Regions from separate parts of the Columba livia genome. Here region 2 is linked to region 1. A link is a contact called in public Hi-C data. All regions are on one chromosome and are shown on one strand. The core of a region is the stretch at or near the end of the contact, and the rest is flanking DNA. Distances in the headings are between cores, read along the strand shown.

What was found. A called contact is a pair of places that touch in the nucleus more often than the background predicts.
Region 2: a Hi-C map of liver shows a contact between it and region 1, with 2.9 times the contacts expected there. The contact joins two enhancer-like sites. A contact is called at or near these places in 2 of 2 Hi-C or Micro-C datasets (crop and liver).

Annotation. Positions count from the first base shown.
Region 1 is chr8:11,750,722-11,753,739 of bColLiv1.pat.W.v2, reverse strand. TM2D1 (TM2 domain containing 1) reads right to left here. Exons shown (of 8, transcript XR_002421445.2): 7 at 1,902-2,169; 8 at 231-1,466. Among named protein-coding and RNA genes, the nearest start is that of TM2D1, 18 kb to the right of the region's middle. Within about 2 kb of position 1,394, at least 3 of the 3 cell types and tissues checked have an H3K27ac peak away from gene starts, as active enhancers do.
Region 2 is chr8:12,310,317-12,313,334 of bColLiv1.pat.W.v2, reverse strand. All of the region lies in intron 7 of LOC110363298 (a long non-coding RNA gene), which reads right to left. Among named protein-coding and RNA genes, the nearest start is that of HOOK1, 150 kb to the left of the region's middle. Within about 2 kb of position 1,579, at least 1 of the 3 cell types and tissues checked has an H3K27ac peak away from gene starts, as active enhancers do.

The DNA of each region.
Region 1 (3,018 bases), core at 145-2,644:
CAAAATCCGAGCTAAGTACTTCTTGCCAAAGATGGACCAGATAAAATCATGAAGCCAGTATCATCTCATGGCAGACAGCTCACTGTCTTAGTGACAAATTTAGTGACTACAAATCCAGGCTTAGAACAGAGCCCTTCCCTAGTCATAATCCAACACTTGCACGCTGGATTTGCGTTTAACTACTAAGATTTCCGTTTCAAGAAGATAATAGCACATCCACAGGTACGAAATTCACTATACGTAAGTTCTTTTATTAGATGCTTAGAAAGATTAAAGTGCTTCCACATTTAACTTAACGTCAAAAATTCCAACTCCTTGTACAAACAGACTTGTCATATGTACTGACACACCAGCGCACAAAGCCCAGCCTCCAGCCCAGGCTGGGTTTTGGCAAGCCTGCCTTACCTAGCCCTGAAATAGAACAGGCAGAGTCACGGTCAGCACGACACGAGCGAACCTGAGGAAAGGGGAAGGAGAAGGAGGTGGGGAACGGGGTAGACAGCCACGGTTTATCTATTCAGTGAATAGCAAGGCGAAAAAAAATCCACAAACCTTTAATTGTGAATGTAGGAGAGGGACAGTGATGTAACTGTTCCCAGGGAACACTATTCTTATTTTGTAGAGGGAGGTGAGCCAAGATACTTAAGCTCTAGAGAACCTTTAACACAGGAAGCTATTTATCATAACAAGCTTGGTTGATACTGCTCCCATACTGAACCAATTAGATTAGCCTATTTCGTCATACTTCATAACTTGGGATGATAGGTTTCCAAGCATGGTACAGTGCAGTAATTGAATTTTGATCAAACACACATGGCCCATAACCCAGTATGTGAAACTTTCAGAACAGTTCACAGCTTTTAAATATCCAGTCAACATGTTGCCAAAAGTACAGGATGTACTTGATGCAAGTGGGAGAGGAGGGGGGGAGCACGAGTCCACGCCGTAACTTGGTACAGCTGTAAAACAAACATTTTTTTGTTCCGATTCTGTTCCTACTTTAGCAAAGGAGCTGGGAGGAAGACAGTGAATGTCAAGTAAGTCGTTTTTCTCCCCAGCCCCCACGCCCCCCCAGGCACACATTTCCCTTTTAACATTCTTAGATTACCACCACCTTTTAAATTCACTGTACTGTACTTGCACACTGTATTAGACACACCAGCAATTGTGTTTGTTAGCATGACACATCCATTGCCTACACTTAGTTAACAAAATAACTTTAAAGTCACATGCATCATCCTCTTAATAGGGTTATAATCAATGGGACCATGGAACGAAAGCCTTAAAAATTACCCCCCACCTCTGCATTCCCCAGGCTGCTGCCTCTGCCAACACAATCCATATGGTGGGCAGTCTCCTCAGGCTCAAGGTGAACACTCCGCCAGTTCTTCGCAGGCAGCAAGCTCCTCTTACATGTTCTCACCATGTTTTCCCCATGGTAAACCCAAGGAACTTTGAAGAAGACTCTGCATAAAGGAAACAGAATACATGAATAAATTCATTCCTATGGCTCTACTGACTCGGGGGCAAAGCACCCACTGCAGAACAGGTTCATGACATGGAAAATGCTGCGCCAGACTTTCTTTTGAGCAAGGGATGGCTATCCATATCAAAGCTGCTCCCTGGCCTACAGCTAAGAGTCTGGCATGCTTAAGCGATGGAGCAAGAGATCCCCAACCTCCGCACGTGGAGCTGCCAACTCCTTTCTCAGCTTTGAGTACTTCGACTGCAAAGGCAGCTGGAGGCAGCTCCAGGCATCTCAGCTGCCCCAAGGTGAAGCACCAGGGCAGCCAACACCTTTGCTTTCATTGAAGGGGTGCAAATAACACACAAAAAAAATCCCCCCAAAACCAGGAATTACTGCTACAGCCCTCTGAACAGTGTAGGATCTGCCTGTTTACCCAAGCACTTCTAGTTGCGCTTTGTGGATCGTCTGCCTCCGAGCCGTCTCCCACACCTGCTCCAGAGCACAGCTGGGGTAGAGAAGCAGCCACAGGTTCCAAGGGGAGAAACGATACTTTTCAGATGTAACAAAACGTACATCTCATTTGGTCTTGCTGTTGGTTGGAGACAGGTATATTGCCAAATTATAGCCACCACCTTGTCAGAGTGCAGAGGCTGTGCTGGATCCATCTCCCTCCCCACCCCGCTCCCCACTAAGTTACGATGCTGCAGAGAAAAGAGAAAAAAAAGAAAAATAATTTGGTGTTCAACTTAGCAGACTTGGACCAAGCCTCAGCTCAAACCAAGGTTAAATAGGCCTGTTCTAAGCCTCTTAAATATAGGATTTATACAGTAATTACAGTAATGGAAACTGATCTTTATAATTTTTATACTGCCTAAAATTCTGCTGTGTCATACGCATCTGCAGCGCCTGAGAGCTGCGCTTCTCGCAGAGAGCACTGCAGTCTTGAAAGCAGCCATTCAAACATGTAATGGAGAATTATCGGAGCATGAGTATGCTTGAGATTCTAATGAAGCACAAAGAGTAAGAATCAAATCTTGAGTTGGTGTTTGAGACAAGCAGTATTTTTTCACCATTTTTTGTTTATGTTTCTTTTGTTTATCTAGTTTATGAAACTAGATCTTTCTCACACAGGTATAAACAACATTGAGACTGCCTTTTTTATTCTTTTATTTCTTTTCCTTCACTACAGTTTTAGGCCTAGAGAGTGAACACAGCGCAAAACGCATCTTGGTCAGACAGACTCCTCACATCCACTTTCCAGACTTCTCTGCCGTGCAAGGAAAAATACCCGAGTGCTCAGTCTTTGCTGCACGATAAGGAGCAACTTCAGAAGATTCGGAGATCTGATAGGGGGTTTGGCTCCACCTTCAGGAAGCAGAAGGCAAAGAGACAACACGGTTTTAAGTTTCAGACATACTTTCTGCAGAAACTGAAGCCTACAACCCCCTCTTAGTGTCATCCACTGCTTCCCAAAGTGTCTTTGCTTCATACACATAAAAGATTCCCTGATTTGGTGCTCTGACATTTCTACATACTTGATGCAGCTCTGG
Region 2 (3,018 bases), core at 330-2,829, 560 kb before region 1:
CCACCAGTTTAAAAGCAAGTGTCAATAAGTGATACAACTAGAGTAAACCACCTAATGAACTGACCCTCCTTTCTAGCTGTGAATTGTCCACAAAGAACGTATAGAACATATGGATTAGAGAAACTTGCCACTGGTTAGTGACTCAGCATCCTGAAACTGGCTTTACACCCACAAGGTAACGTAGGCTTGTGTAAGCAGCCTGCAAAGTCTATTTAACAATAGGAAATTTTGCAGACAGGTGTAAAATGTAAAATTTCCATATGGCAAGCACAATTCCTCTAGTATTCTTAAAAATATCTATGCTAGGCAAAGCCTAAGAGCTTGGTTGTTTTGGTGGAAGCAGGCAGGAAAGGGTAAAAAACGCAAATACGTTTGCATGGAAAGCAAATAAAAATAATCTTTGAGGGGAAAGAGTATTAGTGAATGTTTCCTAATAGTCACCATTCACTCTGTTCATTCTTTGCACTCAGCTTGCCAAAGGCAAAAGGTTTTAATTTTGTTCATGGTCAATGTAATGTTTAGAGTTTCATCTACTTGAATGATTCTTTGGGGACTGGTTGCAATAGCTACATTTTGGGTTTAAATTGCATTTTTTTAAAACTGCAACTGAATCTTACCAAGGAGTGAAACTGGAAAGGATAAAATTAGATTCCTGAACCTCCATCCCTTTTTAGAACCAGACATGAAAATACTGCATCCAATTTTGTTAAATATTTTTTCCACATCTGGTCTTCAGTCAAAACCATAAGAGAAGTGCTGGAAATCTCACAAGAAGCCTCGTACTCTTGTGATTTCAAGTCCAATTTTTGCAGCCACAGGAGATCTGTATAGTTGAGATAAGAATCTGAAGCAGAAGCCAAACCCAAACTGTGAACCTCCTGAGGCTCACCCTACCCACAACAGCTTATGTCTTTACCCATCATTTGCAGCAGATGTTCTCTCCAATTCTCCAGTGAGATAAATTCCATTAAAAGTTTCAGGAGAAAGATTATAAGATACATACAATACAAAATAAAAGTGTCCAAAGCAGCTCATCATGGCCCATTAAGCTATTGTTAAAGACCTTTCTACAGCAGCATCTATTGATTAGAGCAGTTTGCTTCTCCTTACTACTATTTTTTCCATGTTGGGCTTTGGGGGCTTTTTGATCTAAAGGCCACTGACGTCAATGAGAGTATTTTCATTGTCTTCAGCGGGCCTCGGATCAAGCCCTTGACAAACTGGTTCTCCCACAGGTCAGTCCGCAGAGTGTGGGTTTCTGCCAGCAGATTGTCCCTAGAACATTTCACTGTAGATTTACAGTCTTTATAAAATTTTTAAATGAAGTTCTATAGTTAGATTCATATGGTATATCATAAATTACAGCAGACTCTGCAAGCTTGGGTTTGAGGGCTGGTTGTTGGGGTTTTTTTTAATTTGGCTCTCAGGGAATGTATAGTTTTTTTCCACAGCAACTTTTCTCCAAATGCAAATTTTACCTGCTTTCTGCTGTTTTGCAACAGAATGTGTGCATTTTTCACGGCCAAAGCTCTCTAAGGAAGGCTGCACCTGTGGCAGTGGTGTGGTGTGAGCAAGCAGGGACTCTCCATCTGCTGTCTTGATGCTAGTTGCAGGCCATGGCTCTGGGCTCTCCTTAGTATTAGTCAGACTAGTGAAAAAGAAAAGCAAGCCAAAAGTTTCAGATTACTTTTCTCCCTTAAGGTGTAGTTAAAGTTGAAAGTTGATTTTTGCCTATCCGAGGAGCAACTTACATCCAGCTCTGCCATCAAACCCTTGAGGAACAAATCCCTGGGGCAAGGGAGGATCTTCGTACAGAGCCCTCAGACACCAACACCAGTCTGAACTGGGACCTCTGACCTCAACACCTCCTTCAGCGGACAGGCAATGTGACAACAGGACACAAGGGACAGCCCTCAGACACTCAAATCCTAATTCAGATTCCCCATCACCAGAGCTTAAATTTAAGAATTCAAGCAGTGTTACTGTGCCCATCTGCAAAGTGAGAGCAATAATCCTACAATACCTTCTCAGAAATGCTGTGAGGCCACGAACTCTGTCTACACAGAGTAGTACTGTTCAGTAGTAAATGAAATCTGTTTTCACTTCCAAGGCTATGGCATAAATTACTATAGGCAGAAATCCAGCCTAGCAGGCAATGAACTGGATGTGGCCCACTCAGTTTCTTCCATCTTTAGCTTTGATTTTCATTGTTCTGTTTCATTAACAAAATTTCCATGTCTTTTTTTCCTCTCCCCTCACCCCCCACCCCCCTTGTAATTTTTCTAAGCTGTTAATTTGCCAGCAGAGAAAATGGCCTCATAATTGTATATCAGCTCCTCCAAAGCACCCGCAAGAATCTGAACAGTTTTTTAGCAGACTCAGCGTTTCCCTCTTTACTTCTCAGCCCTCCTATAAATAGAAAAAGAGGCTGAATAAAGTCTGTTGTGTTTTCACTGGGGGACCATAATCTGGCCACTTGTTTTCTGCTCAAAATGCATTGCATTCTGCAGGCCCTCTCCTTAAAATCAGGACAAGTCCTCCCAAGTCAACAGGGCTGTGGCAATTGGCACCACTGGTTCTGAAGGACAAAAACATCACCACAAACCAGGCATCAACTGAGAATCTCTTGATTCATCCTATTATCTCTTTTATTCCTTTTTAATTTTAAGGAAGGATATTGATTCTGCTTAGGTCACCTCTACAGAAAGAAAAGTGGGGAAGATGCTCAGGAAAACCATAAGGGACAGCAAAACGGTTCAGGTGACTTTTCCAACCCTGCCCTTTGCTTTCCCACGTTTCCAGTCCCTAAATCCTACCGGGGACCAGCTCTACTCTTGTCCCCTTCCCTGATCACCCATGTCAGAAGCTGCTTTTACACTGCATATCAACAGATGTTTTGCCACCACTAGCTGACCCCTTTGATTCATGATTCATTTGAAAGAAATTAACAGCAATAAATTTGATTCAAATCCTGTGGTGCCTTTTCTTCCCTAGCAGCAGAGTTTGTGATTGTGTACG